2 separate regions of the Neogale vison genome follow, and region 2 is linked to region 1. The links are chromatin contacts, called in public Hi-C maps. All regions are on one chromosome and are shown on one strand. Each heading gives the region's core, a stretch centred on a gene start, on an enhancer-like site or on the middle of the called end of the contact. The rest is flanking DNA. Distances are from core to core; before and after follow the strand shown.

Region 1 (5,688 bases), core at 42-2,541:
CAGGGGCTATAATTTCACTGAAATTTCTGGATAACCCAGTGAAACAGCGGGAGGATGGCTATATCAGTTTGTTAAAAGGGATCTCAGTGGGCTATCAACAGAACCTGTTATGCCAACTGTGACCAGGCACTGTTCTAGGTATTAGAGAGGCGAAGATAAACAGAGAGTTGGCCCCTGATCACAGGAAACTCATGGACTATTCCAGAAGATCGATGAATAAGCAAGGAATTTCAGTACCACATGGTGAATGCTGGAATAAAGGAATACGCAGAGTGTTGTAGGAACAGAGAAGCAGACATTGAAGACTGGGTTCCTCGGGAAGCAGAATCTGAGATGGAGATAATCATGCAGGAGCCTTATCCAGGACTGTTCTTAGGGACCGACATTTGTTCTCAGACCCATATATTATATCTCCTGGAGATATAGCAGGAGGTGTTTAAAGATCTTTAAAGACCATGTAAATATCTTTCACTTCAAGTCTTGGAGGACAGATCCTCACTCCACTAGAGTCTCACTTCTGCGCTGGTGATTCAGCTATACCTTCATCAGATTGTTCCAGTGTTCTTTCAGGGCCTCAGCCTCAGTCGTGTAATAGATGATGGGACCAGTGGATCCTATGATCTTGGGCCCATTACCACACCTTCCTTGGAGTAAAGGACATGTCTTTGATTAATGTGATGTTATTTGGCTTCCCCTGTTAGTGGATTAAACACTCCATGAGCTCTTCATGTAATGGTGCTATCTGAGGCAAGAAAGGCACATAGATACCCAGAATATGTGGATATTTTATTTTTTGAAATGAATCACTGGCCAGTCTAAAAAAGAAAGGGTTTCACTGAAGTCAGCTCAACACCGAGTGGACAGTTGGTCTCCCTTCAAGGAACAGTAACATACTGGGGATGGGTGTTGGACTCTGTTGGAGGCCTGTTGGGCATTCAGCAGTAGCAGTAGCTAGGAAAGCCTCAGTAAGAGGGAGCCCAGACTACTGGGTCTCCCTCCCTGGCACCATGGCCTCCTGCTGTGCCAACCTATGGGGGGCAAAGGTGACCCGCGTCAATCCCAGACCTCCTTGTTCCTACTTTTTCCGTCTTTTGCATCCTGGGCTCTTGACGATCTGTTCAGGCCTCTTGCCACTCTCGACCAGTGTTTGTTTGTTTTTTTTTTTTATCTGAACCTCGGTCCACTTCTCTCTGTGTGTAAAGTGGATGATTAGGTATTCTACCCAAAGTTCTACCCACTTGGAGCGTTTTTTTCCTGCTGCTGTTTTTCATGGTCACCGCTAAGGGGAGCTATGGTGCAGTTGGCGGCTGTTCTCATCAGGCTCCCGTTGGATGATGCTGATTCATCCGTGAACCGTGCTCAGGTGTTCTGTTTCTCCATCAGCTGGCACCACGGATTCGCCCATGCAGCCATATGCGTGAGCAGAGGAAAGGTGCTGGCGCGAGAAGGGTGATGATGGAGCTCTGGGCTGCCATCTTGTGCGCTCACTTGTGCCTTCTGGTCTTATTTATGCTCAATCCCGGAAGAACCAATTTCATCTCTCTCATCCATCTGTCATGGTAATTCTGTCGTGTCTGTCTCACAGTGTGAGACAGAAAATGTCTCGCATTTTCTATGCATCTAGGAGCCACTTTAGCAGTGAGTTCACACCGTTTCTGGTAGTCTTTGCCAGGGTGTTACATCCAATACCTTTGGAGAATTCCCCCAAATCTAAATTCTTCCTTATCCAGCTTCACGTTCTGCCCCCGTGATCAGGCACCCTCAGTCGTATGTGTGTTCTGGAAGCTACCAGGAGTAGAATACACCTGAAGAGGTCCTCAGCTATGTTAGGGTCTAGTCCTTTTCCACCCCTATCAAGCCCAACATGTCCCCACACAGGTCATGTTGTGACTTAACCTTTGTTTTTGATCGAGTGGCAAGGAGGAGAGATGGGGGTATATCTTCAGAGGTCAAGTGCTGCTTGTGGGGAGAGAAGCCTCTGCATCCTTTTCCAGCCAAGGGCACGCCAATTTTAATAGGGAAATAGGCCACTTCTGTAGGCTAAGAGGGTCCAGAGAGAACCAGGGACCCAAGGTATTTGAATACATCAACCCAGATGTCTCCACTTCCTTATGTCAAGGTTCTGTTCTTTCCCAGCCAGGATCTTAGCTTTGTTGGAGCTTACCTTCCACTGGTCTCCTGCTGTAGGAAAAGGGGACTCTATATGTACCACGGAAGCACTCTTGCTTTCACACTGTCAGCAGATCTCTCCTAGCTTTTCCTTCTCTCTTTCCAAAGCTTTATTCAAATTTAGCAATAGACAGCCAATTTCATAGTCTTCATAGCTACTATTTGCCCTGTATCTTTCATGGCTTGATCTTTTATAGCTGAATAATGTGGTCCCTTCTCTTACACCAGTTCACCACCACTGGTGTTGGATTATTCCTGTGACAGGGAAGGAAGCAGGATTGGGTACCTGGAGAAGTAGACTTGCAATTCAGTTTCAACAGAAGCTTTGACCACCCTTCTTGAGAGTTCTGAAGAGAGACTGACCCATAAGAGCTGTTTTGAGTTGGGGCAAGAGAACACTGAACCTTTGTACCCCCACATTGGAACTGTGAGCTACCCCAGGAACTGGCCGTGGCCTTGGGCAGGGCCACTTTCCTCAGCAGGGTCAGTCCCTGAAGGGAGAAGACACTCTAAAGTGGAATTGTCATTGTGTAATGAATTTACTCATTTATACTCCTTATTGAATTTTTCCCCTAGCATCTTTTTATGGTGAAAGCTATGTGGAGCTCAACATCATCGAAGTTTTGCCTGAGTTATCTCTTCAATTAAAATTTCAAACCAGCAAACCACAGGGATTACTTTTCCTTGCAGCTGGGAAAAATGATTACTGTATAATAGAACTTCTATCAGGAAACTTACGGGTAAGATTTTCTTAAATCTTTAAAAATGTGTGAGTTTTCAATTACTGGAGGAAAAACCATGAGAGAGATAGAGAACAAAATAGCTATCCATTTTATTCCTGTTATTTTACTAGAATAAAAATGTGTACCATTTGAAAAGTTGGGATAGCCTCTGATTTCACTAGCATGCCTGACATATTCTGACTCTGAATTTTTAAACCTCATTGTGTAGTCCATACGTGCGGAAAGTGGTTTCAAGTCCAAGTTTCTCTCTCTCTCTCTGTGGATGGCCCTGTTTTCTCAGTAAGATACTACAAGATGAGACTGATTAATTATGATTCTTTCTCTTTCAGGTGAGGGTGAATTTGGGTGCAGGCAAACAAGTGCTCCTTTCTGAGCAAAGGCGTCGTGTGGATGACTTGAATTGGCATTTCGTGGAACTGTACTATGTTAAAAACACTATCTCTCTGGTTATCGACAAACACTATGAGACAACTGGCCAGATCACTGGTGGGACGCACAGTTTGCACTTTCAACATGGAATCTACATAGCAGGCCATGGTGAACTTGACCTCCCTTACCTGGATGGAGAGCTTCCCGGTTTCCGTGGATGTATGGAGGGTGTGGTATTTAACCAGAGGGAGATCCTCGCATCCCTCAGGTCTTACCCTGGTTTTAAGAAGGTGTATGAGGTGTCACTAGGATGCAGTGATGAATTTTTTGCAGGAGAGGATGAGGCCATCAATTTCTTTAGCTCCAGATCCTACGTCATCTTCCCAGAATGGAGGGTGCATGGGGAAGGGCTGTTGGAATTTGCTTTGCAGACTGGAAGTCAGCAAGCTTTGCTTTTGTTTCAGCCAGGTAGACAAGGAAATTTTGTTGCTTTGGAAATAGTTCATGGTCTGTTGAAGGCTCATGTAGGAAGGAGCAAAAGTAACACCCAGCTCTCTTCTTTAAGCGCAGTTAGTGACAACAGGTGGCACATTATTCAACTCAGACTCACAGGACAGTATCTGGACCTGAAGGTGGATGAGCAAGGGGTGAGGGCGTTGCTGCCCTTGCGAAGCAAACCATTTGTATTGGAAGGTCCTCTCTTCGTGGGAGGTCTTGATAAACGTAAGGGAGAAGAAGTTAAGAAGTTAGAACTTGTCTCTGTGCCCAGGAAATCTGCTCGAGGAATCTCTTTCAAAGGGTGCTTAAGAGGCTTGGAAGCCAACTCCGTAAAGAGAGCATTAAAGAATGCCCTTGTGTCTAAAGATGTAGCCGCCGGGTGTAAATTGCAGAGTAGTGATAATGAAAACCCTTTCATAACGACAGCAGAAAACCTGCTTCGTTCAGAAGTTCCCCTTTCCACTACCGTCCCCAAGGCACGCAAGCCTTTTCTTCACCAGGCGAGTAGCTATTTCTTAAGTCTGAATAACCTGGAGGTCCAAGAAGGTGGGCGAGCCTTACTGGAACAAAGGCACATGAACGTGGTTGTGGCATCCAAAGATGTGGGCATCCATCCTTCTCAAATACTATTTAAAATAGAGGAAATGCCCCTGCATGGGTTCCTTCAAATTGATGTTTCACCTGCACAGGGAATGGAGGAGGCTTTCACTATGTTAGATTTGGGGCAAGAGAAAATTTGGTATGTCCATGATGGCTCAGAAGAACCTAGGGATTTTTTTACATTTTCAGTCTCATCCAAGAGTAGGAAGGAAATGCCATTGTATCTGCAAGGACATGTTCCATATGTGTTTAACATTACTGTCCTTCCAGTAAATGATGCCCCGGTCCTTAAGCTCCCTGAAGGAAACTTGCTCCGCCTGTTTGAGAATTCTAAGAAACAACTGACTCTAAATGTAATACACGTGTCAGACCCTGACACAGATTCCTTGAGTCTTAGTTTCTCAGTTCTTGGCAACTTCAATTCAGATGCTGGGTTTTTAGAAAACACCAATGGTCCTGGGAAAGCCATTAATGGTTTTACGCATGGGGATTTAAGAGATGGCAACATTTTCTATGTGCACAGAGGTCATCGGAACTCCCGGATCCTTCTGAGAGCAAGCGATGGAGAGCTGGTTAGCAATACCGTAGTGTTACGGGTCATGGCTGTTCCTTGGGACTTTGAAGTGGCTGTTAGAACTGGGGTAGTCGTCCAGCAGGGGGGCGCGGTTCTGATTACACAAAGTAACTTGTCGGTGGAGGTTAACGGTGAACCCCCCGAGATGGAGACCCGCTATGCTATCACTCATCCACCCCAATTTGGTCACATTCAGGAGCAGGGGTCAAGGGGTGAATGGAAACAAGTTAGTACCTTTTCTCAACGTTCCATTGATCTGGATCGGGTCCGGTACCATAGCACATTTCAAGAATTACAGCCAGAAAATGTTACAGATCACTTTAAATTTAAAGTGAACATAGAAGGCAAAGTCAGTGAAGAGCTGGTATTTCCCATTACCGTACACTGGCTGAAGTTTGTACTTCTGAAAAATGTTCCTCTCGAGGTCAGTAAGCTGAGCAGACAAGTACTGAACTCTGACCACTTGCAGGCTGTGACGGAGGGTATGAGTGTAACTCAGAAAGAACTGCGTTTTAAGTTACTGACACCACCTAAGAAAGGAAAATTGCTAGTTGGCAATAAAGTTCTAAAAACAAACTCCGTCTTCAGCCAGCAAGACATTACAGACTCTAAGATAAGTTATGAGCCACGGGAGAGGCCTAGGGAAGACACAGAAGATATCTTCAGGTTCTTGATTGTTGCAAAGCACATAGAATCCAAAGATTATGCTTTCAGAATAAACTTTGAAGCAGACAG
Region 2 (6,037 bases), core at 3,381-5,880, 280 kb after region 1:
CAGCACAGGTTTAGAACACTGGAAAAGCTGACCACAGCAATCTCCCAGATCAGAAAAAAGCTCAGAGGAGACTAATGTTCCTATCCTTTCCCCCAGGAATTAAGGGGAAAAAAACTTAATTAGCTCCCCTTCTTAACTGTGTTAGTCATTAAAAAGTACTATCTAATCATTTCTGTCTCATCTGAATGTGGACCTAACACACAGTAGAACACATAAAATGCAGAAGTACTGAAACTGCTTTTTCTCTTCCTGTAAACAATGAGAACTTAAGAGCTGAAATAATTATTTTGAATTTTTACATTTCTCCCTAAATTGAAATGTAAACTTTGAACCAAATACTTACACAAAAGATAGCTTAAGCTTCTTATAGATTTTTTATCATTTTTTTCATTTTGCTTTCCTCTCAAAAGTCATGGTAAAATCTTTCATATGATTACACTTTGAGACCTTAGAGGAAAAAAACAACCTGTCAACAAAATCCCCAAGTGCTCAGACAAAAAAAGATTCATTCCAATAGCAACTGTGTAGTTAAGTCGGGGTGGGAGGGGGAAGCTGCTCTTTACAACCACAAGTTCTGAATACTCAGAACATGTTCAAAAAGCTTTAGCTTAACTTATGAGATCTGTTCCATCTGTAGTCCTAAAAATCGCCAACACTAGCATCCTTGATAATAACTGGTTGCAGGCAAATCCTTTCAGCCTTATGCATTGCACACTATAGCTTTAAAATGGCAAGTACATTCTAAACACATGTCATCTAGGGACACACACTCCCTGTACATTATACACTAAGGCTACAGCAGAAAAAACTATACTTAACATCAACTGATTTTCTTTTTGAACTTCCTAAAGATTTTGTTTAATGCCCCCTGAATCTGTTTAAACAACATAAAATGATACAGGCTTTAATGAAGTTTTTCAAATCCCAAGAACTAGAAAACAATTTTAGTTCTAGGATTTAAAAAATAATAATAATAATAAACAAACTACACAGTTTATAAACTACAAAATCTACTGCTTTAACTCAAAATCGACCTTAGAACAAACACCATACCTTTTCTAATCCATAGTTCCAAAAGCAGGACACTTGACAAGGCTGTGTGTGGTCTAAGTGACAGTGAAGTCAGTGAATGAACAGAAGCAGCCCAGTAGCAGCCAGTCACCTGAGTCTGCCTGCAGGTGTCTGTACCTGTCTCCATCCTTTCAACTATTTACCAACTATTTGCATAAACTCACAAAATATGTAAAAAGGCAGCATGGGCCCAGGTTGATACAACACAATGGTATTTAAATATAAGGTCTTGTATTAAAGGCTCAAAGAGTCAGTCCCACACACCAGCACCAGCCAAAAAAGTCAAGGAGTCACAGCAATTTATTTACACACAAAAAGGCATGAGGGATGCAGCTGCAGGTTCAGTACCCTTGCTCAAACATCGAATTCCATCTCAGGCTGCATTTACAAAATGTAAATCGCCAGGAAAGTTACTACTTTCTACCAAAATTAGTACCACAGATGCTTCAGGATGCTGCATTGTAGCAGGGCCAACAACACACTCAAGGCTTTGGAAGGAGCCCCCTCCCCCAACTTGGTAATACCAGTCCAACACCTGGAAGTGGGAGGAGAACAGCAGAGACAAAGGAAGCAAAACTGCTGTCTCCAAAAGTGGAAAGGGCTAACATGTGGATGAGGAATACACTTACTTTGTGTGGTTCCAGCGAAGAGAAAGACAAACAAGAGAGGCAAATTTTAGTTCAGTGCAAAGAAGAGTATATCAAAGATCAGGTTTGTTCATAATTGGACTGGCCCACCTAGAAAGGCAGTGAGCACCTCCTTACTGAAAGCCAAACTTTGGATCACAAACCTCTCTGTGATCCAAAGAGGTTTCCACCATCACAGGAAGTTAGACTAGGTAACTCCCTCCCTCCTCCCACACCCACACTGAACAGGACATTCACAGGCAAGACCACCTCCCTAACTCCAACTCCTCCCAGTTCTCTCACTCCAGGCTTTACTGCTCTAATTCATTTTCTAAGAGGGGAAAAAAAAAAATCTCCAAATTTTAGTGCTTTAACAAAAGTTAGAGACACTAACAACTACTAATGAAACAAGCTCTGACAGTTGGGCAGCTCACTCACTGGAATACAGAAGCACCGCCCTCAGACATGATATTCACATTCTGTGCATTCTTTGTAGTTTCCCACATCATTTTCCTAAATAATATTCTTTAAATTTAGTTAACAGACTCAAACTCAAAATGACTGAACTTAAAGGGATTAATTTTCTTCAAACTTCCTGTAGTGAGAGTGAGCCACTCACCTAATCCTACAAAGGCTGCAAACAAGAAGCCTACACAGGACATTTTTAAACTGCCCCAGCTAGAACCTCAGAGAAGTGATTCTAATTTCTCCATCAAGCCAGGGACTGAGAGGTGTGGAAGGCAGAAATAGGACTTACCCTACCTTGCAGATATCCGACCTTTATTTGCAGATATCCATCCTTCCCCATTATTTCCGTGCTTCCTGAAACCCATCACTAAGTCACCCCACAGTGTTCAAATGGATGCCTAACAGGGTTTGGGTCCTCTTCTAATTCTACCCTAGGCACAAGATTACAGATCCCAGAAGCTCATTACCCAACTATTCAAACTCTAAAATGATAGCACCGTCCTAAGAAGTACTCTCAGAACTTTCTCTGAAGAGTAACCCACTCCCTGTCTGGAAATACTTTAAGAGGCAGCTACCTGCCCACCATCCATCATACATTCCGAAAAAGAGGCCAGCTGTCCACATCCCTGTTTGATTCCCAACCTGCAGGACAACAGTCTGAAACAGATTAGGGTATCTCTGTCCAAATCATCCCTTTCAGCCTCAACAACATATTCCAGACCATCTGCTCTAACGGCCAGGCTTTACCTTTCTGAACGTGAATGATGTCGGGGAAGTTGGCCAGATGCCCCTGATACAGCGCTAACAGGTCCATGACCGGGTCCAGGTCCTGCCTGGGCTGCTCGGCAAAGAGCTCGCCGATGGCGTCGTAGGCATCTCCGGTGAAGGCGATGGCCTGGTTCAGGCCGGCGGAGAAGGCCTGCTGGTCCAGCTCGAAGGCCTGGCTGAGGCCGCGGAAGGACTGGCCCACCTTCTGATACTCCTTCTTGAAGCCTGTCACCTGCTTGCGCGCGAACTCGTTGGCCGTGTGGTTGAGCTGCAGCGCGCTGTCGTCCATCTTCTTGGTGAAGCACTTGAAGCCGTCAATCTTGCTCTCCACCTCCTGCAGGTCGAGGGCGGCGGCGGGGGGCGTGCTCAGAGTCAGGAAGAAGTTGGCGCCCACCATCTCGTCTTTCTCGGCCTTCCGCTTGCCCTGTTTCCAGGCCTTCTCGTCCGTGCTGCTGGGACAGGTCAGAAAGTGCTGGAAAACGTCGCACTGCGCCAGCACCGGGTGGCTGGCCATGTGGTTCATCCACCAGATCAGGCCCTTCCTGCGCTTGGAGATGAAGTCCTCCTCGAAGCGGCCGGTGGCCTGCTTCTCGGGCAGGTGCGGCACCGAGATGACGGGGAACTTCTCGGCCAGGCGCGCGTACAGCCAGTCGAAGTGCTTGTAGCGCCGGTGTACCGGCACCTGCGTGTGCGTGGGGACCAGTTTGTAGGAAATGTAGCTCTTCATGCCCTTGAACTTGGTCTGTTTGGTGGGATCGTCGATGGTGCACTGGAAGGGGTAAGGGTTCTCCTGCCATTCGGGACCGTAGGGCCCCAGCACCACACACAGCTTGTCCCCATCCTTCACGAAGCCAGACGCTTCGCCCAGCACGAAGGCCTCGCCGCCTGACTTGACGAAGGTGGAGAAGCGGTTGAGGTTACGGCTTACAGTGGCCGAGCTCTTGGCCCCCGACGGATGGTGCTGCGGGGGCGCAGAGCCGCCGCGGGACCCCAGCGACAGGTCGGAGCGCGTGGACAGACGGTAGCGGCTGGCCGCGCCGCCCGCGGACGATGAGCCGTCGAGGTCCGGGTACGCGCTGCTGCCCAGCGCGCCCGGCTCGTCGGCCACCGTGGAGCTGTCGTCCCACTCGTCGTCCCAGTCATCGTCGCTGCCCTGGCTGGCCTGGTAGCCACCGCCGTACAGCTGCTGAGGCGACGGCTGCAGGGCGCCCCCGCCGTACGGGTAGCCCGCGGCCGGCGGCTGGAAGGTGCTCGGCGGCGGCGCCTGCTGCGGTTGCAGCAGCGGCTGGAAGGCGTCGGGCGGCGGCTTGAAGGAGGCGGGTGGCGCGGCGGGCAGGGGATCGAAGCCGCCAGGCGGGACGTTGGCGTAGCGAGCCGGGGCTCCCGGGCCGCCGTCGCCCGCCGGGCCGGGCTCCGGGGCGCGGATCACCTGCACGTACGAGGCCGGGAAGAGGCCACGGTCGCCGCGGCTGTTGACCCCCTCGAGCCAGCCCTCGATGTCCTGTTCGCTGCACAGGCTCAGCACCTCGTGCTCCCGCAGCGAGATCTCACCCGGGTTCTCCGACCTAAAGTCGTACAGCGCCCGGGCGCGCAGCGCCATGGTCCCGGGGCCCCGGCGGGCGGCCCCCGACTCCCTACGCCGCGAGCCCGGGGCCCGCCCGAGGGGTCCGCGGTGTCGCCCACGTCCCGGCGCGCGGAACGAAGCCCAAAAGACAGCGCGCAGCCCCGCGCCCCGGCCCGCCGGTCGCGCCCTCCGCGCCGCTCAGCTCGCAGCGCCGACTGCCTCGCTGGGCCGCCGCCGCCGCCGCCGCCGCCGCCGGCTGGGGGCGGGGCCCGCGGCCTCCCACGTACCCAGCTGCGCTAATCCACGGCCGAGAGCCGCGCGCCAGGCGAGAGCAAGCGATGGCCGAGCCGCCGCACCCGCCCGCAGGGTCCACTCCGCGGCCGCCACTGCCCCCTCCAGGCCGGCGCCGCACGGTCAGGCGCCCCGTGAAGGTTTCCACTCAGAAACCTCGTGTGGGAAATTGTTTGGGCTTTTAGATGAAAAAAACGTGTCCTAGAAAGTAAATTAATAGTTGCATTCCTGACAAACTCTGAGCGCTCAGTGAGTGCTTCTAGAATAATTCCAGCCACACATCTCATGAAGGATTTTCAGTGGCGATTAGCGACCGCACCAAGAAGAAAAACAAGATGCCTGTGCCCGGCGCTGTCCGCGCCTTTCCATTTTCCACCCGCTGGAACCTTCTGGCAAGAAGGGGAGGAAGATGACTCGAGCAAAGTAAGGAAGGTGTTGTGCTTGACAAATTAAGAGGCTAAGGGAAGAGGGTGGGAGGAGGTGTCGGTGTCGGAGAGTTTACAGTAATAGAAGTGGGCACGGGGAGCTGGCATTTTGAGTGTGTCCCGTCTCCTCCCCGAGACCAAGTAGCGCAGAGCTTTCAGTTCGGAGTCAGGCTGTTGGGTCCGAGTCTGCCTTCTGACACCACCTAGGTTATGACCTTGAGCAAGTCACCTGTACCTCCCTCCTGGGGTGGTTATGGGATTCGATAATCATGTAGTCCCTAATTTATAGATGAGGAAAATGAAAGGGAGAGGTTAATACGCGGCAGATACTCTACAATGGGGAGTACAGTTCAGGTGTTTGCTGCCGCTCTTGCTCATGTTACTGTTATTTGGGAAGGCAAAAACCCTGTCCTCCTTCGTAAACAGAATAGAGATCCTAAAATCACAGTCCCAGAGCATATGCAACCGAAGGGACCCCCGTGTTCACACCTGACTCCTAATCTGAGATCAGTGACCATCTCTCTCCATTCATCTTTGTCTCACTCAATTTATATTATCTTTAAGATAAGTAGATTTTTAAAAATCACTTCCTGAATTATTAATCAACTCCAATCTCCAAAGTCGCCTTGTTTCACATCTTTTCTTTCTCTGTGTAATTTGCCCGAAGCGTTTTCTTCTCATAATTATTAAGTCTAGCCTAATTATTCCTTTGAAGACACCTCTAATTGGGATTCACAATTCATATGCCATTAATTTCAGCCTGTCCTATGACCCTTTTCAAGCAAATCTGGGAAACAGGCCAGAAGAGTTTACAATTATTCTAA

Evidence for each region. A called contact is a pair of places that touch in the nucleus more often than the background predicts.
Region 2: a contact with region 1 is called in a Hi-C map of muscle, with 9 times the contacts expected there. The contact joins the promoter of SNX18 here to the promoter of LOC122893270 in region 1. A contact is called at or near these places in 2 of 3 Hi-C or Micro-C datasets (fibroblasts and muscle).

What each region holds. Positions count from the first base shown.
Region 1 is chr1:276,962,810-276,968,497 of ASM_NN_V1, forward strand. It overlaps LOC122893270 (chondroitin sulfate proteoglycan 4-like), which reads left to right and starts at 1,292. Exons shown (of 10, transcript XM_044230211.1): 1 at 1,292-1,417; 2 at 2,739-2,909; 3 at 3,242-5,688. The coding sequence starts at 1,292.
Region 2 is chr1:277,235,394-277,241,430 of ASM_NN_V1, forward strand. It overlaps SNX18 (sorting nexin-18), which reads right to left and starts at 4,631. Exons shown (of 2, transcript XM_044231932.1): 1 at 2,913-4,631. The coding sequence starts at 4,533. LOC122894311 (a long non-coding RNA gene) reads left to right here and starts at 4,899. Exons shown (of 6, transcript XR_006381769.1): 1 at 4,899-5,211.